Linked DNA regions of Mus musculus: all the other regions are linked to region 3. The links are chromatin contacts, called in public Hi-C maps. All regions are on one chromosome and are shown on one strand. Each heading gives the region's core, a stretch centred on a gene start, on an enhancer-like site or on the middle of the called end of the contact. The rest is flanking DNA. Distances are from core to core; before and after follow the strand shown. Region 1 overlaps Zmiz1 (zinc finger, MIZ-type containing 1). Region 2 holds the start of 4931406H21Rik (RIKEN cDNA 4931406H21 gene). Region 3 overlaps Gm32123 (predicted gene, 32123).

Region 1 (3,760 bases), core at 857-3,356, 360 kb before region 3:
AAACAGAAAGCACCGGTTTGAAGCTGGATGCTAGCCAACGGTAAAGAATCAGTGATAGTCTTGGGACTTGGAAAAAAAGAAAGATGACATTTTTTTAAAGATCCCAAAAAGGTGGGAACCATGTTGGGGACCCCACTCGCTGAGTATCTGGGTGTTCTGTGCAGCAGAGCCATCCGGATGATGGTAGAGGCTTCCTTCTAAGCACTCGTGGCTACACCCAGCTTGACTCAGGGTTTCTCTGACCCAGGCACTGTCTGGGGACACATCTCAAAGCAGGAAGAAGGCAGAAAGCTAGTGGGCCCCCAAGGGGACCTCAGCGAACAGACAAGTAAGTCTCTCACTGTCAAGCTGTAAAGAACTGGTTTCTGTGGCTGTGCACACAGCCCAGGGCTGGGAAGATGGCTCAGAGGGTTAAGAGCTTAGGGCCTGACTCTGATTCCCCAGAACCCACGTAAAAAGGGCTGTTTCACCCGTCATTCCAGTGCTGGAGAGGCAAGTCAGTGAGAGACTCCCACTCAAAGCCAAACCAAAACAACCTCAATGGGTCCGAGTAGATGGCTCAGCTGGTAAAGGGTATTGCTGTACAAACCTCGTGGCCTGAGTTCAATCCCAGCACTTCACAATCCCGACTTCATAGACCCTCTGGCCACCATACATGCACCGTAGCATACGCATCCACATAAGCACACACCAGGCACACAAATGTCTCCTCACTAATAGCAGATCCTTTAACAGGAAAAGATGAATGGCGCCTGAGGAATGATCTGAGGTGATCTCCTAGCCTCAACAAGAAACACAGACCCGCTGTCACCCACAAAGTGAGACTCTTCCAGAAGGGAGACCTGACATGAAACCTGTGTGGGGTTGGGGGGGAGGGGGGCGTCTAGTGTGAGGATTCTGCCTACTTGGTAACAAAAAGGCACGAACAGGCTTCCAACAGCATTCCAGACGCAGGCATGGACTCAGGGTCCCACAATGCAGGGAGAGCATAGGGCTTGTCCAGATCACGAGGCTGTGAGGTAGCAGGAGTGAGTGACTAACTAGTTAGTAGACTCTGGTCAGGGCTGTTTCCAGGGGTAGGAAACACAGCTGGGAACTGAAGGGAAGGAAGACCTATTCGAGTGACTGCTGGTTCCCTAAGACAGAAAACAAAAACAAAAACAAAACAGCATTGCTCCTCCCTCCCTCCCTCCCTCCCTCCCTCCTTCTCTTCCTCTCTTCCTCCCTTCCTCCCTTCTCTCCTTTTCTCCCTCCCTTCCCACTTCATTCATGTTGGAGTAGAACTTTGAACCTCAGACTGCTAGATAAGCATTCTACTATTGAGCTACATACACCAGAGCACTTGGACTTATATTTCCCACCACCACCCCCCAAAAAATTCCCAGATGTCTCCAGGTTCCAGACTCTAGCCTGCAACTGCCTGCCCACTGAGTGTAACTGGGCTCCAGAGAACTCAGGCAGCCTGCCCCAGCCTACTCAGCCTCACTCCCTTCCTATTTTATAGATCAGTAATTTGAGCTGGAGAAGATGTGAAACCATTTCCTCCAGGCCCTACTAGTCCCAGACCTGGGGGAAACCTGGTCTACCTCTAAAGGCATAAAGGGCCCAAAGTGGGTGTGGGGCAGCCAAAGTCTGATGTCGATTTAGCCTGGGGTCAGCTATGCACAGCAGTGGGTGCCTGGGCTGGGTTGGGCTGCTTGACTCTCAGTCTGGTTTCTTTGTCTTGTGTGGACAAGGCTGAGCTCAAATGCACCTGCTTGGGCTGCAGGGCTGCGGGGGAGGCTGCAGCTTGAGCTTGGCTGACTTGAGACTCTGAGCGATCAGGCAGAGAGAGGAAACAGTGAGAACACGCTGCTCACCTACTGCTGTGGGCAGGGGACATCCTCTGAGGCTACTTGGGACAGGGCAGGGCAGGGTCCCCCCATAGCATGACACCAGAAGGCAAAACTGGCAGTGTCCAGCAAAGTTAAGGGCCACCCTGACCCATACTGGTTCAGGCCACTTTCAGGGCGAGGGAAAATGACCCAGGGCATGTGCTGGCTCAGACCAGAGTCAGCTGGCCTGGTTTGCTGACAACCCCTCCACCCACCTCGTGCTCTACTCTCTGCAACCCTGGCTGTGGGGACTTCCCTCTTTGTGTCCCTGCAGTCTCAAGGTGCAGGCAAGGGCAATCAGGCTACAGACACTTGGATCTAGACACTTGATGACATATCTTTTTAGGGAAATAGATGAGCAAAAGTGGGAGACAGGCCTGAAGAGGGCAAAGGGACCACCTGTCACATGAGAAGACAGATTAAGACAGCAAGCTAAGTATCCCCATGCCTACATGTTCCTGAAGGGTAAACTGAGGCTCAGAGACTGGAAAGTGCCTGCCACAGGCAACTTGGAGTTAGGAAGAACCCCAGGACAGTCATCCTGGGTCCATCTCATGGAACCAAGACAGAGCTGCCTTCTCTGACCCCAACCTCAAGTTCAGGAAGTTGCAACACTTCCTTGTTTCCATAGTAACTAGCTACTGCTCCAGGAATACACTGAAATGTTTTTGTTACCTCCTCTGTGCAGGCCCTGGGCCAACCTGTGAGGACAGGGATGGATGGACGGACAGACGGACGGAGAAAGGGAGTGTGAAGGGAGACCCAGTCCCAGCCCCAGCCTAGGATGATAGCAAGCAACTAAGAAAGAGAGCAGAGGGGAGGGAGGAGGGAGAGCCTTCAGTGGAGAACCTTCCCAGCATCTGATACTATCAGGGGACAAGCTCAGGGGTACAGCTTTTGACCTGACTTCTCAGGGATGAGTAGACGTTCACCAGACCGAATGAAGAGGCTAGAGAAAATGTCAAGGCTCCGGCCTTGAGGTACCTCTCACCTTCAAAAGCTGCAGTGTGCTGTGTGAGCCTGGTGGCTCAGCTGCTTGGGAGGCTGAGACAGGTGAAAGGGAAGTGAAAGGCCCCACCTGTACTGCAGAGTGTCAGTTCAAGGTCAGCTTGGGCAACCAAGAGAGACCTTGTCACCAAATAAGAAATTAGTAGGGATTGGCATGTAGCTTAAGACACATGACTCTGGATTTGACCCCCAACCTTGAATAACCCATATGTGTGGGACCTGCCTATGGTCCCAGCACTTGGAAGATGGCAGCTGGAGGTTGGAGAATTCAAGGCATCCTCAGCTGTACAGTGAATGCCAGGCCTGAACCTCAGAAAGTCTCATCAAGTCCGGGAGGGGACCTCCGTGGTACAGTACTTGCCTAGCGTGGCTAAAGCTCCAGGTTTGATCCCCAGTACTATGAAGGAAAGAGGGGAGGGAGGGAGAGAAAATGGTAGTGGGGGGACTAGAACTCAGCACAGAAAGCAGAGAAGATGAAGGCTTGATCACTGACCAAAAAGGAAGATCGAGACCACAATGCAAAGTGTGGACCAGATGCCCAGGCCCCTTCCCAATTTCAAGTGTCTAATGGGCGTGCTGACAGAGTAGGTACTGTAGCAGTGACAGTACAGGTGACAACCCTAAAGGATTCTAGATAACCACTCTCTCCGAGGGGAACAGGACTGGGGACTGGACAAATCCACAGCCCGGTTCTCAGGCTAGTGAGAGACGCTCCCTAACTGTCCCAGGGAAGCAGCCTAAGTGAATGAAGGCTTTAAGAACCTTGAGAACTGCGCACAGGTTGCTGCTTTGCTTGTCGTCTCCCCATCCTGCATGCACTTGGTCCAGCAGGGAGAAGGCCAGCCTCAGAGAGTGGAGAATGGAGGCAGAGGGAGGCC
Region 2 (3,647 bases), core at 361-2,860, 470 kb before region 3:
GCTTTCTAACACAGCTCTGCCTCTTCTCCAAAGTGAGGTTTTAATACCCTGGGGATCATCCAACTGCCCTCCCCCCAGTTCCTTAGCCTGGGAATGCTGGGCCCACAAGTTTCCTCCCACTGGTCCTCTTTGTTGAAGAGCAGAGCAAGGTTACAGGAGCCCATGGCACAGCCCTCAGCGAGATGGGAGTTGGGGGAACCAGGGTCATTGCCCCAGTCTTCCTGGGTCACTCAGGAGGAGGGATAGCTTCCTGGGGCCCAAACTGGACTCGCTTTCAAGCAAATTCTGTCACTAGCACTGAGAACTATAGGGCTGGAGTCTGTCTGTCCCTCTCAGAGCCTCGATTTCCTCCTCTGTAAATGGGTGTGCTAACAACAGAGCCCCAGTGACCTCTCCCATGGCACAGAGAACACAGGTTTTGGCCACAACACATATCTGATGGTTAGTCAGTTCCCACAGGCTGGCAGTAAAATCCAGAGCCATTTCCATGGGATCTGGCCTGGGAGGGGCGAAGGCCCGGCAGAAGGAAGGAAGCCAAGCCCTCCCCCACAGCCCAGCTCTGCAGAGTTCACATGGGGGTGGGGGTGGGGATGGTGTCCAGGAGGAAGTCTGTCCCTGGCCTTGAGAAGGTGCCCCAGCCTGCCAGGCAGGCTGGTGTTTCAAGGACAAGGCCTTGCCTTCCTGCTATCTCTGGGGGAACTGGCAGCCACTAACAAATCCCCTGCAATCTGCACCCACCAATCCTGCCTGCTCGCTGGGCAGCCAAGAGCCGTTTTTCACGGGGAGCTGCACACAGCTTTGTCTTAGAGAGACAGCTCTGGCGGGTGCCCCTGAATGGGGCTATTTGTCCTCCATGCTGAAGGGAAGGCAGCTGAATGCTCTGTTGGGGTGGGCAGAGGCAGAGAGGGTGGAGAAAGGCTATGGGGGAGGGTGAAGGTAGAGATAGCAGCCACGACACTATGAGAGACCAGAAGTGCTGTCCACCACGGAGGTGTCTCAGAGTCACCATGCAGCTCGGTGAGTGCAAAAAAAAATCTTGTTTCCACAGCAATGGGACACTGGTATATGACCGGCCTTCCCTGGTGTAAAGAGCCCTGGCTGGTAGAAGTTGAAATGACCTGACTGGTTTTGGGTGCCTTTGTCCCATCCCAGCCCCACGACAAATTAACTACGGGGCTGCCACACTAGTGCCGTAGAAGGCCCCATTCCAGCCCCTATCCCTGAACTGAGAGCTCTAGAGTGAGACCCAGTATCTCTTAAGAGCCTCTTCCACAGATCACAGGCAGAGAGAGGCAAGGCATGTCTCAGTGTCTCCACTAAGACCAGCTGACATCTGACAGGCACATGACTCATTAGGGAAACAGAGCAGGCATGCATCTGGGGACTTAAAGCCAGCAAGCGACATTATTTCCACTCCCGTTCTGGGACCTGGGCTGCTGTACTGGAAGGTGTGCTTAGAACAGAGGTCAGAGGTCAGAGAACCCAGTAGACTTTACCCATCTTGGGGATGCAGACCCAAGGTTTCCATTCAAAGGATGCAGAACATCTGCGTGATGGTGCTACTCCACGAAGAGCAAGTAAGTGCACATAACTAACAGGCATGTCCTAAAACCACACAGCAGTCCCACGTCCACAGCCAGCTCTGGGCAGCCTGGCTGTGTTAAGATTGGCAAACACCCTCTGCCTGTCCCCACTTGAATCATTCCTCTGCCTCCTGTGGTCCCTTCTCCAAAAGCTTGCTGGTGCCTGTCAGGATGGCCTGGGTATTCTTGATGCCTCCCACAGTAGCTGGGTGCCTATTCTACCAATAGTCCCTTTAAACCACCCAAGCATCCAAGCATTGGCTATGCCAGGGAGAAAAAAGAAGACAAAAAAAAAAAAAAAAGCAGCTGGCACCCCCACCTGTGCCCCAGCCCCATTATGGATAGCTTGGGGCGCATCTTCCTTTCCTTTGGTCCCTGGGCTGCTTACCTTCTGGGCTCTGACATTCTCTATTCTGCTATTTCAACATGTGCTGGCTGCTCAGAGGGTCAGCTGAGGCTACATAGATCTATTCAAGCATAGACACCAGCGGAGGCATGCAGGCAACTCTTGGGGACCCTCGGACATGGCGACTGCCTGGTTTCTCGCTCCCATGTAGGCTGAACAGAAGGCTGAACCACTGAGTGAGCGCCCAAGAGGCTGACATTACAGTACAGCCTGCCAAGTTACTCTGGGCTGGCATGCGGTGGTGGAGGGGGCTGATGGGCATTGCTACAGCCTTGGAGGAGAGCCTGGGATGTGTCAGGTGCTGGGGGCTGGGCAGGTGACCTTCTATCTAGGAAGGGGTGGGGGGTGTGGGAGGGTGCAGCCGGCCCCTCAGGAGCCTCAAGATGAGGATGCAAGTGCATGTGCGCATGCGTGCTCCTGCTCCCGTGCGCGCAGAGGCTAAAGGCTGCAGCAGAACAAAGAGTTGGGGGCTGGGCATCAGAGGGCCCCACGTGGAGGCGGCTGCCTGGGCGGCTTGCTGTAGTGTCTGGGCTGTGCTCAGCTCTGCATTCCGTCTCTGTCTCTCTCATTTTCGTGCCATACAGTGCTGCCCCCAGGCCTGAGCCTGCTCACCGTCACCACCCTGCTCACTGCCACAACCACGCACACAGCCCAACTCTTTGGTAGCATTCTTGACAAAGCATCTCCCCTCACAACATGATCTCATTGCAGGGCCTTCTCAGGCCCCAGCCTGGCCTCCTGACAGGCGAGACAGAAGGCAGAAGGGTGGGAGAGGCGCCCATAGATGCAGCTAGTTGCGCGTGCACACACTGCTCAGCCATTCCGTAACAGTCATACACCACCCCCAGAACCCACACACATCTGTGAACACCTATAGGTCTCTGTGCACTGAAACCCCTCCACCATCACAGGACTCCTCAGGTACATGTGTTCATACTCAACAGTCAGACATACCAGGCATGAGCATACACGAGTATGCAAACAGACAGACAGACATGTGCATGTGCATGACATACAGCCACACACACAGAGATGCAGACCTTGTACACACATACCCATACAGTCAGACATACCAGGCATGAACATATATGATCATGCAAACACACATATATACATACATATACACATTACATACATATGTACATAAATACACACATAATACAATGTACACATGCATGACATACAGCCACACACAGACCATGTACATACCCACACAGCCAGAAATACCAGGCATGAATACACAGGGAGATGGCCTTGAACACACTTATAGCACTCCACACTCACAATGCACACATGCACGATACTTATAGCACTCGACACTCACAATGCACACAGGCACGATCCACAGCCACGAGACGCACATACTTCACATAAAGACACACATGCATGCACAGCCATACACATGTAGAGCCACATGTACCCAGTGTGGGGTTAAAGTCTGAGAGCAAGGAAACTCGGAAAGTCACAGAAAGTCAAGGAAGATAGATATGGCCAAGAATAATGAGGAAGGGACAGTCAGCAGAGGCCCTCAGGGAGGAAGGACAGCAACACTGCACAGGCAACTAGACAAAGTGGAGCCTAGGCAAATGGGGCAGACGGGGGGGGGGGGGGGGAGCAGCTGGGGTGCCATAGTCTCTGAGCACAGAGTGCCAGGACCA
Region 3 (3,678 bases), core at 930-3,429:
ACAATCCTGGGACCCTGGGGAAGGGAATGCATTTCTTGCCTCTCCTCCCTGCCTTCTTCCACGCATGACTGGGGTTCGTCCCCCCACCCCACCCCGGGCTTCAGTCAGTAGTGTCTGGGTTCAGAGCCTGTACCCTGTGCCCAGGAAGATGTTGACGCTCACTCTGTTTCAGTGCCCTTACTACTTACAGCCTCGCCAGCCCTTTGCATCCTTAGCTTGAAGCATTTGCTCCCTCTTGAGTTTGTGTGTTTCATAGGGCTGGGTTTTGGGTAAGGATCACCTTTGTGGCAAAACAGAGATGGTGGCTTGTTCAGCAAGTGACAAATGTCATGGCAGTGGATGGCTTAAAGCTATTTTTTTCTTTTTTTGAAAAGGGACAAAGAGGCCACTTGGGAAGCACTCGCGTTAATTACAAGGGAATTTACATTTATTGAAACTTCTCAAACCCTCTAACAGAGGGTTAAGATATGTATTCAAAAAGCAATAAAATAGCAGTCCTTCCCTTATGCTCAGCCACCCATGCTGGTTCTCCACCATCTACCCTTGCATGCAAGTTGTCTTGAGTCATTTGGTTAATGCTATACATAAACACATGTGTGCACTCATGGCAATCTTATATTGAGCAGAGGGTAACTGTCTTTCTATGGATCCCCCCCATTCTTCCTAGATATTCATTTGAAGAATAACCAATCACTACAATTATCTTTCTATCCAGACAGCTTGAATAAGGTATCTTTAGATTTTTGCATTCAAATCTTTTTCTATAAAACAACTTAGTTCTTACAAGTTTATTCAGCTTAAAGGAATGAAGGCTTATTCTAGATTCTATGCATTTTGATCTCTGTGTGTCTGTCAGTCTCTTCCTCCCCCTCCCTCCCTCCCCCTCCCTCCCTCCCTCCCTCCCTCCCTCCCTTCAGCATTGCCCCCCAAGGTCTAATACATGCTAGGTAAGGACTCTAGCACTGAGCTATATCCTTTTTATTAATTTTGAAACAGTTTTAATAATTTGCCCAGGCTGGCCTTGAACTCACTCCCTAGCTCAGGCTGCTCTTGAACTTGTGACTCCTCAGACCTTCAAGTCCCTCTGACTTTCTTACACATCTTTCATGGAATTCATACTGAGCCGACTGCTATGCCAGGCTTTTAATATTTCTGCCATTCATCTAGTTATTCTTTAAATGTTTATTTAGAGCTATTATGTGCCATTGCGCTGGGCCAGAAACTGGAGTTGCCAAAGTCGTGGTCCTTGCTTTTAAGTAGCTCATGATCTTTCAAAGAAGACAGAAGGCCATCGAATCCTGAGCTGATGACCTGAACTCAGGGCTCAGTATGGCAAACAAAAGGCCAAGGACTGAGCTTAAACCTTAGCATCTCCACTTCCGGAACTTCATAATCTTTGTGGATCTCAGTTTCTTTATCTGTAAAATGGGAGGAAGTAGGAATACAAGTGGGCAACGTTATGAACATTCTCTTCACAAAATTTTAGAATCCATTTGTACTTTTTAAAAGTCAGTCATGCATTGGTTTGAAATTTTACTAAGATACAAATTCCAACCAAGTGGGCACCAGTATGAACACTGCTACTTTCTTCACGGAACAAAAGATAAAACTGAGCTAATTACTTTTGATATCAAAAGGTCAATTATTTGTAGGTTCCAAATCCTCCCCCCTGTGGTCATCTCTTTGGCAGGAAACATGACTAAGCCTGTGGGAGTGGAAAGAGGAGGATGGGCTGGGCTTATCTAGTGGCTTGGAGTCAGCTGGGGAGCTGAGGTCAGGCAATGGGAGGAAGGATCAAATTTAAATGAAGAGAAAGGTTGAAGTTGCTAGCAAAGGAGCTGGACTTCAGAGAGGGCCCAGGCGCATGAGGCTACTTCACATAACAATGTTTTTCCTTTACTTATTCAACAACATGTTCTTCCATACCAGTCTGGGCAGGTGCTGGTCACACAGGGTGATCCCTCTCCTGGGAAGGTTTGTGATCTAGTTAGGAGGATCAGACATTTCAAAAACCCAAAGGTGGGTGACAATTGCTGGCAGATTAGTCTACATGGCCATCGAACCAGATCTGGCCTGCAGTCAGGGAGGCTGTATTTGAGCGAGTGACAATGGATCTGTGATACAGAGGAAAGAGCTACCAAGGAGTAAGGGAGTCACTACGCAGACGTGGAACAGCATGATGGTGCTGAGGAGCAGCACGAGCTGACTACAGGAACCGTGACTCACCAGTTTTGGTGAAAGTGGTGTTTACCAGCTTTCAGTAAAAAGGGAGAAGGAAGATTGAACCAGAAAGGCAACGACGCTTTGTGTTCATCCATAAGACGGTTTTTTACACAACCATAAAAATATACAGAGAGCACTGAGATACTCGAATGTCAAGATTTCAGAAGCAGTATCAATGGTGTTAGTTTCTTCTAGAAGGGCTTGCATGGGAGCCCTGGCTCTTGCTTTTCACGAGTAAACCATATGTGAGCTTTAAGAGCTCCTGGAAGCAGAAGCCGGTGAGCATCAGTCCTAATCAGGTTCTCTCTCCAGCCCTCACTTCTGACCCCCGAGTCTTCCTGAGAACTGCTGCTGCTCTGACCAGTGAGAACTCGGGAACTACAGCCATTTCTGTTACTCTAGTTCCCTCAACAAGTGCCTCTATGTGTTATGTGGGTAGAGAAAAAAGGGGGGGGGGTTGACAATTCATCAAGTCTAGGAAAGAGATTAAGTAACTACTCGGGCTTTAATTGTGTGCCTTATCGGAGAGTTTGATGTTTGTAACATGCATTATAAGTCTCTAACTGGGGACATAATTAGGAATATTTTCCAAACACATTTGATCTGAAAACATGCTTTTCCTGCGAATCCTGGGCAGATGTGTTTCAGAGTTTGTTTTTGGTAACTGCTACTTAAGTGAGTACCTTAAGTCTGAAACCTCAGTGGACTGGATTGTAGAGGTCACTTTGTCCAAACCTTCCGTGCAACAGAAGGCTGTGACTAAATCCCAGTGACCTTAATCCACCTTGCAGGTGTCACTGCAGACACACCCCTTCCACCAGATACTGTGATGCTGTAGGCGAGAAAAGTGGCACCAAGAGTAGTGATGTCCCTATGTCCTGTGGTGCTACTGCCAGCCAGTTCTGGCTCTGGCCCTCAGTTTCAAGGTGTGTTCAACAAGTACTAAGCATCTGTGGTTCTGAGGACTCAACACTACCTGACAAGTACCTGGCACACCAGAATCACACAGGAGAGTTGTCAGCCAGCTGGCATCTCACCCCAAGAAACACGCACCCTGCTTTATACAACCAATTATATGCAAATATTCTTTGTAGGATATGCAAATACTCATGGCATTTTCTATAGCATTAGGTTTTAGTCTTATTTCTAAGAAAACATACTGAATTCAAGGGCCAGGAGAAACATTCTATTCTATCTGCTGGTGCACCAACCTCCCAGCAAGCTCTTTGATTATTTAACCTGGTGTTAATTTCATTAAGAACAAATGCACCAGACTTTATTATCCTTTAGAAGAACGGAGGCTTCAGAATTAGAACACTGCATATTTATGAGTGTGGGGTGTGTGTGTGTGTGTGTGTGTGTGTGTTTGTGTATGCACAAGCATGAACATGGAGGCCAGAGATCAATGCTGGGTATCTTCCACAATCCTTTCCCATCATATGTTTTTGAGGCAGG

The links. A called contact is a pair of places that touch in the nucleus more often than the background predicts.
Region 1: a Hi-C map of CD8 T cells shows a contact between it and region 3, with 2.9 times the contacts expected there. The contact joins two enhancer-like sites. A contact is called at or near these places in 2 of 39 promoter capture datasets (hippocampal neurons and liver), 1 of 15 datasets of contacts at CTCF or cohesin (large pre-B cells), 24 of 484 Hi-C or Micro-C datasets (B cells, CD8 T cells, the CH12 cell line and 18 more), 26 of 115 datasets of contacts at active chromatin or transcription factors (the 230-238 cell line, VIP interneurons, bone marrow-derived dendritic cells and 20 more) and 4 of 9 other capture datasets (adipose tissue, embryonic stem cells, embryonic trunk and 1 more).
Region 2: a Hi-C map of the C2C12 cell line shows a contact between it and region 3, with 2.3 times the contacts expected there. The contact joins the promoter of 4931406H21Rik here to the enhancer-like site in region 3. A contact is called at or near these places in 1 of 39 promoter capture datasets (embryonic stem cells), 2 of 15 datasets of contacts at CTCF or cohesin (large pre-B cells and pro-B cells), 13 of 484 Hi-C or Micro-C datasets (the AML12 cell line, the C2C12 cell line, Th1 cells and 9 more), 5 of 115 datasets of contacts at active chromatin or transcription factors (astrocytes, differentiating embryonic stem cells, embryonic basal ganglia and 2 more) and 4 of 9 other capture datasets (embryonic stem cells, embryonic tail, embryonic trunk and 1 more).

What each region holds. Positions count from the first base shown.
Region 1 is chr14:25,471,462-25,475,221 of GRCm38.p6, reverse strand. The region is part of intron 1 of Zmiz1 (zinc finger, MIZ-type containing 1); the gene reads right to left. Among named protein-coding and RNA genes, the nearest start is that of Zmiz1, 14 kb to the right of the region's middle. Within about 2 kb of position 2,106, at least 170 of the 459 cell types and tissues checked have an H3K27ac peak or open chromatin away from gene starts, as enhancers often do. A contact at or near this core is called in CD8 T cells and bone marrow-derived macrophages, where this site is marked.
Region 2 is chr14:25,584,767-25,588,413 of GRCm38.p6, reverse strand. 4931406H21Rik (RIKEN cDNA 4931406H21 gene) reads right to left here and starts at 1,610. Exons shown (of 1, transcript NR_033492.1): 1 at 1-1,610. The region is part of intron 6 of Zmiz1 (zinc finger, MIZ-type containing 1); the gene reads right to left. Gm32497 (a long non-coding RNA gene) reads left to right here. Exons shown (of 4, transcript XR_003951081.1): 4 at 1-3,647. RefSeq lists an enhancer at 1-3,252.
Region 3 is chr14:25,111,557-25,115,234 of GRCm38.p6, reverse strand. It overlaps Gm32123 (predicted gene, 32123), which reads right to left. Exons shown (of 3, transcript NR_153781.1): 3 at 2,304-3,678. Among named protein-coding and RNA genes, the nearest start is that of Gm32123, 4.1 kb to the right of the region's middle. Within about 2 kb of position 2,179, at least 24 of the 459 cell types and tissues checked have an H3K27ac peak or open chromatin away from gene starts, as enhancers often do. A contact at or near this core is called in the C2C12 cell line, CD8 T cells, Th2 cells and 1 more, where this site is marked.